Linked DNA regions of Pan troglodytes: region 2 is linked to region 1. Evidence: chromatin contacts called from public Hi-C data. All regions are on one chromosome and are shown on one strand. The core of a region is the stretch at or near the end of the contact, and the rest is flanking DNA. Distances in the headings are between cores, read along the strand shown. Region 1 overlaps PPHLN1 (periphilin 1). Region 2 overlaps GXYLT1 (glucoside xylosyltransferase 1).

What was found. Hi-C and Micro-C count contacts between places; a contact is called where the count stands out from the background.
Region 2: a contact with region 1 is called in a Hi-C map of induced pluripotent stem cells, with 2.2 times the contacts expected there. The contact joins two enhancer-like sites. A contact is called at or near these places in 2 of 7 Hi-C or Micro-C datasets (induced pluripotent stem cells and stem cell-derived neural progenitor cells).

Annotation. Positions count from the first base shown.
Region 1 is chr10:53,478,099-53,484,583 of NHGRI_mPanTro3-v2.0_pri, forward strand. All of the region lies in intron 4 of PPHLN1 (periphilin 1), which reads right to left. Among named protein-coding and RNA genes, the nearest start is that of ZCRB1, 42 kb to the right of the region's middle. Within about 2 kb of position 2,278, at least 1 of the 24 cell types and tissues checked has an H3K27ac peak or open chromatin away from gene starts, as enhancers often do. A contact at or near this core is called in induced pluripotent stem cells, where this site is marked.
Region 2 is chr10:53,716,936-53,723,420 of NHGRI_mPanTro3-v2.0_pri, forward strand. All of the region lies in intron 2 of GXYLT1 (glucoside xylosyltransferase 1), which reads left to right. Among named protein-coding and RNA genes, the nearest start is that of GXYLT1, 19 kb to the left of the region's middle. Within about 2 kb of position 3,851, at least 2 of the 24 cell types and tissues checked have an H3K27ac peak or open chromatin away from gene starts, as enhancers often do. A contact at or near this core is called in induced pluripotent stem cells, where this site is marked.

The DNA of each region.
Region 1 (6,485 bases), core at 1,028-3,527:
AGGTTTCCTACATTGAAATTATATGAGCTCTTATTGGTAACTTGCTTACAGGATAGAGAGGAAAGATTGCCTACCTTCCTCTATTGAAGAGACAAAATGCTGAACTACAGTTTCCTAATCTGACACCAGATGGCAGTAAAATCACAGCAGTACAGAGCTATCAGTGGCCTAAGGTGGCAGGATACACTTGGGGGATGTCAAGTGTCAAATGTTAATAGCTCAGAGTAGAATAATGTCTCTTCTCCCCTTCACATCAATCCTTCTTCTGCTCCCCACCAATTTAAGCAAAAACATCACAACAGGCCTCAATTTTCATAAGTATCCTTTTTGATAAAGTGGTAATATTAGCCATTTTTTCAGATATGTGTGTGTGTATTATATAATGTATATAGTGTCCACTATATGAACAGCACTATAGGGAATTACTCTTGCTTTGAAGAAGCTAAGTATATTGGGAAGGGGGAGTAGGGTGAGAGGGGGTGAGGACCAAATGTTTAAGAAGGCTGGTACAAAGTTACAAAGGTAACTTTGTAAATAGATGGAAAACTGATCCAGGTCTTAAGGAAAGATGAGATTTAGATTAATATTATCTAACAGAAATATAGCCAAGCCACAGAAGAAGTAGTCATATCTAAAGTAAAGAGAAACAGGTCAAATTAATTTTAGCATTTTATTTTACTTAACCCAATATATCCAAAGTATTACCAACATGTAATTGGCATTAAAAAAAATTTGGTAAACTATTTTACATTCTCTTTTTCAACCTAAATATTAAAAATCCAGTGTGCATTTTATGCTTACAGAATATTTCAGTCTAACCTGACGATATTTCAAGTGCTCAAAAGGTACATGCGGTTAGTAGCTCCCATACTGGACAGCATAGATTTAGATGGTGGGAAAAGCATCACAAACTTTAGAAAAAGCAGTAACAGATTAAAGTACTATGTGAACAAGAACTGAAGTAGTTAGAACAGTAAGACCTTAAAAAAGCAGTGAGTAAAAAGCAAAGGTAGAAAACTTTTAAAAAGAGAAATGATAGTATCAAACACTGCAAGTCTCGGGGAGACTATGCATTTAAGACCTAGGAGTTGGCCAGGTGCAGTGGCTCATGCTTACAATCCCAGAACTTTGGGAGGCAGAGGTGGGAAGACTGCTTGAGCCCAGGAGTGTAAGACCAGCATGGGCAACATAGAGAAGCCTGTCTCTACAAAAAATTAAAAAATAGCTGAGCGAGGTGGCACCCACTGGTACTCCCAGCTATTCAGGGGGCTGAGGTGGGAGGATCACTTGAGCCTCACAGGAGAGGCTGCCGTGAGCCATGATCGTGCCACCGCACTCCAGTGTATGTGACAGAGCAAGACTCTGTCTCAAAAAAAAAAAAAACAAAACAAAAAAAAACACCAGGCCGGGCGAGGTGGCTCACACCTGTAATCCCAGCACTTTGGGAGGCCGAGGCAGGGCGGATCACTTGAGGGCAGGAGTTCCAGACAGGCCTGGCCAACATGGTGAAACCCCATCTCTATTAAAAATACAAAAATTAGCTGGGTGTGGTGGTGTGTGTCTGTAGTCCCAGCTATTCGGGAGGCTAAGTCAGGAGAATTGCTTGAATCCAGGAGGCAGAGATTGCACTCCAGCCTAGGCAACAGAGTGAGACCCTGTCTCAAAACAAAACAAAAAACACCTAGAAGTCATTTGATCTGTCAGTCCAAGAGTCCAGTAAAATTCTGGAAACCAAAGCAGATTGCAAGAAATTAAGATATAGCTAGTGAAGAAGTTAAAAGCCGTAACTTTTCTTCCAAAACAGGCTGAAGGAGGGAAGATGGGAAGGAATGGTATTTTGAGGAAAGGGGCTTATTTGACCACTACTGAAGGCCGATAGAAAAAAGCCAATTCACTATAAAAGGGGAAACTGATAACGCAAGACACAAAAATGTTAATGGTAAAGAAGGAGCCAAAAGTCAACTGGAGAAAGTGAGACAAAGGGACTTAGTAGAAGAGAAGAATATGAAAAGAATAAATAGAAAAACTCTTATTTCAAGAAAATAAAATACAACAGAGTTCTCATCAAAAGGCCTTTGTCTCAGTAATTACAGAAGTCATCAAAAAAGTAAAGAAAGAATGTGAATGGAGGCTTTATGCAAATTAGAGAGTTTTACTGATCCTCTGGGGCAAAGTATTAATTAGAGCAATCCTTCTCAAAATGTATGTCCATAGACCTACCTGCCTCAGCATTTGCAGGAAAGGTGATAGAAATGCAAATTCATGGGCATCAACCCTCACCAGCTGAATTAGAATCTCTAAGGGTGTGACTCAGGATTCTGCATAAGGCTTTCCAGGTGATTCCTATGCACACGAAACGTTAAAAAGGACTGAATTAAAGAAGCTCACTAGCATGTAAGGGCTGTATGTAAGTGAACCGTTCAGAAGTCAGAAAGCAGAAATTCAGAGTTCACGATAAAGGCAAAACAATTCCCAGTGATGAAAGTAAGGCCTGGCCATGCCTGTGGATATATAAAGTTGAAAAATACAAGAAACAACTTGAGTTAAACATGGCATTAAATCAGGATACAGAGGCAGATTGGATAGAGAAGATTGTGAGTCAGAAATTGTAATCATCAAGGAAGAAGGAATGGTCTCCTGGAAATTCATCAGAGAATACAATAAGACACGGTGGTGTAAATGAGGACGTTCAAAGATGACGTGGAAACACAGGCTTGGAGAAAGTAATGAGGAAGAAATATGCCCGAACTCATCTCAAGAATCAAGGAATTAGGAGGCAAGTAAGTTGGGGGAAAAGTTTCAAATCTCATTCCATTCCTTAACAACTGGATGACCTTGACCAAGTTATTTAATCTCCCTACGCTTTAGTTCCCTCAACTATAAAGTGGGGATAATAATAATACCTACTTCACAGAGTTGATGTGAGGAATAAACAAAATAATATATGTTAAAAATTTAGAACAGAACCTGGCATATAGCACTCAAAAGATGTTAGCTATGTCTATTTACCCTATACCCTGGTATTACTTCCATTAAACCAGTAAAACGTTTGCAGCAAGAAAGAGCCAGGCATGCCAATACAAGTGCCTGATAGTTGTATGTCATTCAGGAAAGCAAAACTATGGAATCTTGCATGTCTCTAAGAGTTTAAAACCAAGCCATAATAAAGCTTCTAGAAAAAGACTTCAGCTTGACTTCCCAGGGAACTTACTTTACAGAGGATGAAATGCCGAGAACTTCAGTAAAAGAGTCTTTATGCAGATAAAACATATGAATGCAGCTCACTAAACTAGGGGTCAGAAAATGTTTGCTCTTTCAAAAGCCAAATAATATTTTAGGCACTGTGGCTATATGGTCTCCATCACATCTTCTCAACATTCCTCTGACACACAACAGCAGCCACTGATAACATATAAAAAATAGGCGTGGCTGTGTTCCAATATAATTTTATTTACAAAAACAGACAGCTGACCAGATTTGGCCTATGGGTTGTAATTTGTCAACCTCTAATCTAAATAATTACGCACTTCCTGAAAGTTTTCAAGCACAATTTATTAAAGAAGAAAGAGGCTACCTACAGCTTCATATTTCCCACAGAATATCAAGAAAGGTACGGACTTTTTCACCCCATCTTTTACCAATATCTTAAAATTTTTGTGCTTTAAAAGTTTAATTGTATTTTGGAAAGAAAAATTAATTAAATAATGATAGAAATGTTTTGGCTGGTTCATATTTTGTTCTCTACCAGAGATCTGACAAAAAGCCTTTCTTAAAATATGTTGCATAGAACACTAATCCACAAAATATTAGTATTTCCCATTCTACTACAAAACATAAAAGGGGGTTCTGTGAGTAAATAACTTTGAGAAACACATTTACTTAAGAGTTCCACATCTCAGATTACTCCTTAATGGCAGATACAGATTCAACAATTAATTCATCTACTTATATATGGCCTTTTGACCTTATTATAATTAAACTCTCTGAGCTTCATTTTCCTAACCTCTCCAGACACAGCAATTCTGACATGAATGGTATCTATATTACAATTTCAGGTTTTAGTCTTTTCATCATCAGTTATCTCATTTTTAATTTTACATGAATACATGGACTCTCAAGCTTTAAAATATTATATATAACTGAGACAATTTGGGGAGGACAGCAATCAATTCTTATTATAACGCATATCATGATAAATTCAGGTGAATTGAAAAGCTAAATGTTTGGATGGAAAAGACAGAAGAAAAAGACCCCCCACCCACCCAAAACAACTGTAAGAAAAAAAAATTTGTAAGTATGCAGGAAGAGCCATTTTGTATCAAAATACCAAGTATAAACTATATACAGAAAGGCCTCTAAGGTGAAAATTAGAATTAGATTTAAAGTACATTTCCAATTAAAAGAGAAAATTTCAACATCAATGCCAGTCTTAAATATTAATATTTAATAATTTATTTTTGGCTGGGCACAGTGGCTCACACATGTAATCCTACCACTTTGGGAGGCCGAGGCAGGATGGATCACTTGAGTTCAAGGAGTTCAACACCAGCCTGGCCAACATGGTGAAACACTGTGTCTATTAAAAATACAAAAATTAGCCAGGCATGGTGGCGTACGCCTGTAATCCCAACTACTCAGGAGGCTGAGGCAGGAGAATCACTTGAACCTGGGAGGCGAATGCTGCCGTGAGCCGAGATCGCAGCACTGCACTCCAGCCTGGGCAACAGAGTGAGACTCTGTCTCAAAAAAAAAAAAAAAAAAAAAGTGTCCAGTACTAGTGGTTAGCTGTAAAAACCACTCAGTATCAACTAGTATAATTTTCTTTGTGCAAGTATCATCTCGATTTTAAGAATTTTTTTGTTGTTTTATCCATAACCCTGAAGCATGCTAAATAGAGAAACAGTATATTAAAGTCTGGACATATTTTTAATACTGTTCCATAAATCACCAGGTAAAAACTGCAAGTAAGACAAAGGTCCATTTACCATGGAGAGAAAACTTACAACAAAAGCTTTCAAAACTATAGGTTTCTAGCTATGTTGGAAATGAAGGTATCAACATATATGATACAATGCATTCAATACATTGTATCATATATATTGTATCATATATATAGTATCAATACATTGTATCAATACTATACGACGAATCAAAAAGGGCCTTTGAAGAAATATAAATAACAATACAACCAGGATTATGAGGCCTCCAAAAAACACATCTGACGAAACTGATGCTTTTTATTATCAAAGAGTACACAGCCTGAGAGTTAGGACAGTGTCTTTGGCTATATCGCAAACACTTCAGCTATACTGGCTGGCATATAAAAGACGCAACGTCATGAGGAGAATGGAGGAAGGGAAGAACTAAGACCCCATAAGGCACTGTCTCTCAAAATGTGGTCCTTGAACCATCTGTGATTGCAGATTACTTTAGATGCTTATTTGAAAAGCAGATTTTTGAAGCTCAGATTCTCCTGTTAATACAAATCCCCAAGGTAATTCCAGCCCCTCACATCAGTCAAACCAGGTAAGCGGTGATAGAACCCTCAGTGTCAGCAGACGTATGTTCACCGGTTATGAGTAAAATTCGGCAAAGTGGGAGAAAGGGATACAAGGGAAGGGAAGAATGGGGAGATGGAAAGCATTTACTTCTTATTCTGAACCTCATTTTTCTCTCCTTCCCACATCCAAATATACACAAATATTCACATAAAATATTGGCTACTTCCTTTCTAGTCAATAGGGACTTCCAAAAAGAATTACGATTTCAAGAATTATTTTGAGAAAGCAGCCTGGTAATTAGCAAGGCAAGCTTAAGAATAAGTGAAGTACAACCTCAAATATCTTTTATTTTAAATGTGGAAACGGAAAACCACAGGCACTGCAACTTAAGCTGAGGAATTTTCCATATCACCTCTTCTTCTATCCTATCAAAAAACCAAACACCTGTCTGCCTGCTTGAGTTCAGATTAGAAGTTTGGTGGTCAAGTAAGTTCAAGGCTGTTTCCACAAAATCACATGTTTACAGTTAAAAGCATTCTAGAAAAAGTAGAACAAACAAAAGTATTCCAGGCATAAGATATGGACTAAGAGATCTTCCAACTAGAACTTTGTTTGTTTTTTTAAGGCGGAGTCTCCCTCTGTTGCCCACGCTGGGGTGCAACAGCACGCCTCCGCCTGCAACCTCCGCCTCCCAGGTCCAAGTGATTCTCGTGCCTCAGCCTTCCGAGCAGCTGGGATTGCAGGAGCATGCCACCATACCCAGATAATTTTTGTACTTTTAGTAGAGATGGGGTTTCCCCATGTTGGCCAGGCTGGTCTCAAACTCCTGACCTCAGGTGATCCACCCACCTTGGGCTCCCAAAGTGCTTAGATTACAAGCATGAGCCACCTGCCTGGCCTTTTTAAAAATTTTTTGAGACAGAGTCTCACTCTGTCACCCAGGGTGGAGTGCAATGGTGTGATCACAGCTCACTGCAGCCTCAA
Region 2 (6,485 bases), core at 2,601-5,100, 240 kb after region 1:
ATTAGTTATTAGTAGAGAGATTGAATACTGGGAATAGGAGGATAAAGATAAGTATTTAATGGAGGAGCAGATGGAGGAGCAGCTCCTGGCTACTTCTTCCTTTAATGTTTATTGACCTTTTAAGTTACTGACTAGTTCGGCTTTATTCACTTCTCTGGATAATGAAGGTATTGGGTACCCTGACCTCTTAGGTCCCTTCCTGCTCTAATCTAGAATGAAAGAAACAGGTATTGATAAGAATACCATAAGGCAGTGACTCTCAGACTATCTCCCTGATATAGTGGCAGAGGAGAGTGGGGCAAAGGTTTGAAATGCTCTTCCCAAGAGTAAAATTCCTTAGAAGAGTATCTACTGTGTCTTTATGATTCATTTAAATAGTCTAGGTTGGGTATGGTGGCTCACGCCTGTAATCTCAGCATTTTGGGAGGCTGAGGCGGGAGTATTGCTTGAGCCCGGGAGTTCAAGACCAGCCTGGGCAACAAAAGCAAGACCCTGTCTCTACAGATTTTTTTTAAAAAATTACCCAGGCATGGTGGCATGCGCTGGCTCAGGTGGGAGGATTGCTTGAGCCGTGGAGGTTGAGGTTGCAGTGAGCTGTGATGACGCCACTGCTCTTCAGCCCAGAGCAAGACCCTGTCTCAAAAAAACAAATAAAATAAATATTAATTCTACTCATTATATTTGCCACACGCTGTGCTAGGTGGTAAGCACTGGACTCTTGGGTCAGGTTAATTGTGGCTCCATCCTTTTGGAGCTTACGTTCTGATGGGAGTTTCACACTAGTAAACCTGAAATTACAATAGAGTGTGACAAGTTGTTGCTATGATGAGTCATCTTAAAGCATCAGGGAAGACTTGGAGGGAGTGACCAGATGATGATCTGGAAATTAGCTAGTTTCAAGGACAGGAGGTGAAGTGTTTGAGATAGGAAGAACTTCATTTTTAAAAACTTAATTAAAAAATTTATTTTTAATTGACAATAATTCTATGTATTTATGGGGCATAAAGCGGTGTTTTGGTGTCTGTATATATTGTGGACTGATTATATCAAGCTCATTAACATGTTTATCATCTTACATATTTATCTTTTTTTTGTAATGGGCACATTTAAAACCTATTCTCTTCGCAGTTTTGAAATAAACATAATTATCTGTAGACACCTTGCTGTGCAGTAGATCTTGAGAACTTATTCCTTCTGACTGGAAGTTTGTATTGTATTCTTTGGTCAACATCTTTCCATCACATACTCTCTCCCACCCCTTCACCTCCAGTGCCTGGTAACCACCATTCTCCTCTCTGTAAGAACTGCATTGTAAGTATCTATTAATTGTACATATTTGTAAATTCTTGCATTCTCAATACAGTATGCATCCCATGAAGAACTGGTGGGGAATAGGTTCAAATCAGATAGTTTAGTTATATCCTGTTGCTGTGGAAGAGATTGGGTGATTGAGATTTTAATGTGAGCCAAGTAATATTCCAACTTTTAAAAATTAACTTTTAAAGATAATCTAACCTTTCAGTTTGGTTATACTTTTGGATAATTGAAGCTTTGTATGTTTTCATTCTTATGAATATTTGCAAATGAATATAGTATTGACAAGAACCACTTTGCCTTGCCACGTAATTCCACTAGCTTGAAGCAGGGTAAACTTGAAAAGTTCAGCATACTCTGATTTATACAACCCAGACCCTTTTGTAAATTACAGCGTGAGTAATAATAATCTTTCCTCCTTACTGACTGCAGGAGTGTCCCAGGGAAATTTACCTAGTCGGAATCCTGGACTCTCTGCTTACCATTCCTTTTGTTTTGGCTCCTCTAACTCATTTTCCTAATGCTCCCAAGTATTCCGTGGAATAAATTATATGTGGATGGATACATAACGTTGTAAGCCTTGTGCCTGTAACCTAAATTTGAGACTTCAGAAGTTATATGCCTTTCCTCTGTTATACTTTCTACCCGTAATATTGCATCCATTATATCATGCTATTACATTTAAAAAAAGCAAACATTTTGTGTCATATAATTATGTAAAAATTTCTCAAACTTAGTTTCTTATTTAGAACTAAGGATTCCCTCACATTTAATCACCCTATTTCAAATATGCATACGAGCCCAAATGCCATACAACTGCCAAATCATTCTTGCCCTCCATCTCAGTATCTACTTTAATACTGGTAAAGCTTCTTTGGAATCCCCCTTTACTACCACTTTTTATGTCACATTCTGCCTGGCACCAGGGGGCCCTTAGTTGGGTACCTTACTTTCCCAACTTGAATTATTTGTATAACTTTGATCAAATATTATTTGGGTGATCATATTCTCCCAATTAATTTATTATACAGTGATCATAATATAAAAACTAAAATGGCCTCAACTCCTATTACAAGTGTTTTCATCATTCATATACATCATATGCTTTTACATAGTTGTGATTCTGGTGTAGACTAATCTTGAATTTTTTTTTTTTTTTTTTCTTGAGACAGGGTTTCACTGTCTCCCAGGCTGGAGTGCAGTGGCATGATCTTGGCTCACTGCAACCGCTGCCTCCTGGGCTCAAGCGATTCTCCTCCCTCAGTCTCCTGAGCTGGGACTACAGGCATCTGCCACTGCGCCCAGCTGTTTTTGTAGAGAGGGGGTTTCACCATGTTGCTCAGGCTGTTCTCAAACTCCCGAGCTCAGGTGATCTGGCCGCCTCGGCCTCCCAAAATACTGGAATTACAGGCATGAGCCACCGCCCCCGGCCTAATCTTGAATCCTGAGCTTAAAATTTTAATACTTTTCAGTGTAGTATGGTCTTCATATTTCTCATGTCAATGGCAACACACTATTCCATTGCCTCTCAAAGTGCTGGAATTATAGACATGAGCCACTGTGCCTGGCTTTATGTCTTTAAAACAAAATCAAAAATCCCTGCAACAGTTTGTTTTCAATCCTCTCTTTCCCTTCATCAGCAAGCTTCTTTTGAGTACCTACCTACTGGCTGGAGGGGTGTGGCTCACGCCTGTAATCCCAGCACTTTAGGAGGCCAAGGCGTGCCGTTCGCCTGAGGTCAGGAGTTCGAGAACCAGCCTGGCCAACATGGTGAAACCCCGTCTCAACTAAAAATACAAAAATTAGCCAGGCATGGTGGCGCGCAACTTTAGTTCAAGCTACTTGGGAGACTGAGGCACGAGAATCGCTTGAACCCGGGAGGGAGAGGTTGCAGTGAACCAATATCACACCGCTGCACTCCAGCCTGAGTGACAGAGTGAGACTCTGTCTCAAAAAAAAAAAAAAAGTTCCTACTGGTTTCGCTTCTGGGTTTTGTTTGGTTTGTTTGTTTTTTTGAGATAGTCTCACTTTGTCGCCCAGGCTGGCGTGCAGTAGCACCACCAGGGCTCACTGCTGCCTGGACCTCCTGGGCTCAAGTGATCCTCCTGCCTGAGTCCTCTAAGTAGCTGGGACTACAGGTGCATGCCACCATACCCGAATAATTTTTTTTTTTTTAATATTAGTGAAGACAAGGTCTCGCTGTCTCGCTATGTTGCCCAGGCTGGTCATGAACAACTGAGCTCAAGTGATCCTGCTGCCTTGGCTTCCCAAAGTGCTGGGATTACAGGCATGAGCTACTGTGCTCAGCCTTGGTTTTACTTCTTTTAATAAAAAGAACTTCACACCTCAGCTATCTGCCACCTGACTCTTACTGTCATCACCCCACCTCTGAATTATTGTTCTGGGGCTTAATTTTATTTCTCTTACCCATTTGACACTGTTTACTACTTCCTTTTTCTGTCAGCTCTGTTAGCCTCTGGCTTTTGAGACCAGACCAGTTACTCAGCTCTTTGATCTCTCTCCTCCTGGACTCCTCTAACGCTGCTTTCTAAATGATCTGCATTTCTTAGGATTCTGCTCTTTTCTCTCCCCATTCCCTGAATAGTCACAGGATAATTTGTTTAACTGATAGCTCCAATTCAGAGTTCTTTTCTGAGAGCCAGACCTGTATTTCTAGTTGCATATTGGTCATTTTTACCTTTCTGATTCAAATGCCTCAGAGACTCATGTTCAAACCTGAACTCATGCTCTAGCTCCTCAGACTTTCCTTCATCTGTGTTTTGTATCATGTTTACAACGGACTTTCTCCACATGTCAGTCTACATTAACTCTTCTTGTCTCCTTTCACACTGTTGCTCCTGGCTGCTTGCTTCCTTCCTTCTCCCTTAACTGTTGTACTCATCATTTCCCAAACAATTATAGTCTCCTCTCACTGCTCACTTCATCTCCCTTCTCTGTCTCCTCTTGGTTATTGTATTTACCGCATTTGTTGTGATTGTGAATCTTCATCCACTTCTAGACCGTTAACTCTGCAGGCTGATACCATATGGTTTTAACATTTAAGTCTCATGCCTAGCAAGGTGTTTGGCAACCAGTGAGAAACAAATGATTAACAGGATCATTTGTCTGGGAAGCTTTCCCCAATACCAGGTTAGATGTTTGCGTTGTGAGCCTCTTTAGCAATCTCAGTTTTTTTCTATTAAAACAATTACCATGCTTTCTTATTCTTTTAAAAATCAGTCTTTTCACAACAGGCTACAAATTGTATAAGGTGAAGATTGTGGCTTTCTTGCCTACCCCAGTGCCCATATGAAAGGAGTTCAAATATTTTTTAAAAAGAATGAATTGTATCACTAAATTGTGTTTTAAAAATTATATGGCTGTAAGCCTGCACCAGCATTGTGTGAGTGTACTTGGGGTCATCATAACCTTAGCATTATTGGGAATTATAATTTTATCACTTATTAAAATGATAGCTTTTTGTTGATTATTTGTTGAATGTATTTCCACATTTATTTAGCTTTTTTCTTTTGTTCTGTATATCATCTATTTGATATTGATAGTTATCTATTGAATTTTTAATGTTTATTTTATGAACTCTTAGAATAATATGTTCGGTTTTGCCATTGATTGCAAATAAGTTTCTAATTTGTTTTTTTATTTTACTTTCATTATACAAACTCTAAATTTTAGAATTATCAAAATACCAAAAATATTTTGTTTTAATGTACTAATTTTTATATGACTTTAGTTTTTAAAAAAATCAGTTCTTTAAAATATTGAATCTTCTTTATGGTGGGAATTGATTTTAGATTTGTGAATTCTGTGGTCATAGGTGAATTTAATATTAGCTGTATTATTTTGAGTAGTTCATACCAGTTTTAAGAGATATATTTTCACTGGTTATTTAAAATTATATTTTAGAAGTTAATACTTATATTTCATGTTGGATTTTTAGATTTTTTTAATGCTTTATATAAAAATCCTAGCTTTTTTTTTAAGTATTTTGTTTTGAAAGTGTTTTATATGTAACTCATGAAAGTAATTTTGCCTGGTATGATAATTTAGCACAACTCTTTTTTTTTTCTTTCTTTCTTTTAGTCCATTATGTGTTGCTGGGAACAACTCTTTTAATAGTAAGAGAAAAAGGTGTTGTTTTTCTTTTTAAGCACAACAGGTTAAGCAAAAAAGCTTTCCATTTTGTTCAACTGCAAGTTTTTAAAGATAGCTTCATGGCAGTTCTTTTTTAGTTTTAGTAGATGGTTATTTGAAATTTAATTGTTTAATTTGACTTTATATACTTCAATGGTAGTTTGTAGTCTAATTATGTATCTTTTTAAATAGGGAATACTAATTTAATAATAGGCTATAAGAACACACTGGAGATCATACTGTGAAATAAAACAAAATCAAAAAAGTTATTATGATTCCTTTATAGCAGAAATTTACTTAAAATAAGAAGTCAATTCTTAAGACTTAGAAATTTATTAACAGTATTTGCATCTAAATTTGTTATGTAAAGCATTCTTTTTTTATGATAAACCCCTACCTCCTAAATTTTTACTTTGATAAATTTCAAATATGCAAAGGTTACAAGAATAGTACAGTAAGCATACCATACATTTTTTACCTAGATATTTATTATTAACATTTTACCACTTTTCTTTTTCTGCCAAACCATTTGAGAGACAGCAGGCATTAGGACACACCCCTAAATACATAGATTCAGCATGTATCTCCTAAGAACAGGGACATACTTTAATACAGCCATAATTGTCACTTTAAGTTATTTAACACTGTTTATAGAATATATATTCCTATTCCTATTTTCTTATTTTCCTGTTAATGTCCTTTGTATCTTTTCCTCCCCATTCAGGACCCAGGCAAGGACCATACATTGCATTCAACTCAGGTTGAGTTAGTCTCCTTTATTCTAGAACTGTTCCCCAGCCTTTTTTGGGGTGAAAAGGGGTGCTGTTATTGGTATCTTTTGTGATATTTTTGTTTTTGTTTTGCAGAATGTCCCTTAATTTTGATTTGCCGACTGTCTACTTATTATTAGATTCAGGATTTTTGGCAGGATTACTGCATGGGATATTGTGTTCTTCTTTGGGCATGCTATCAGGAGACATTTGATGCCTTAAGTTTTAATATTATTAAGTTTGATCACA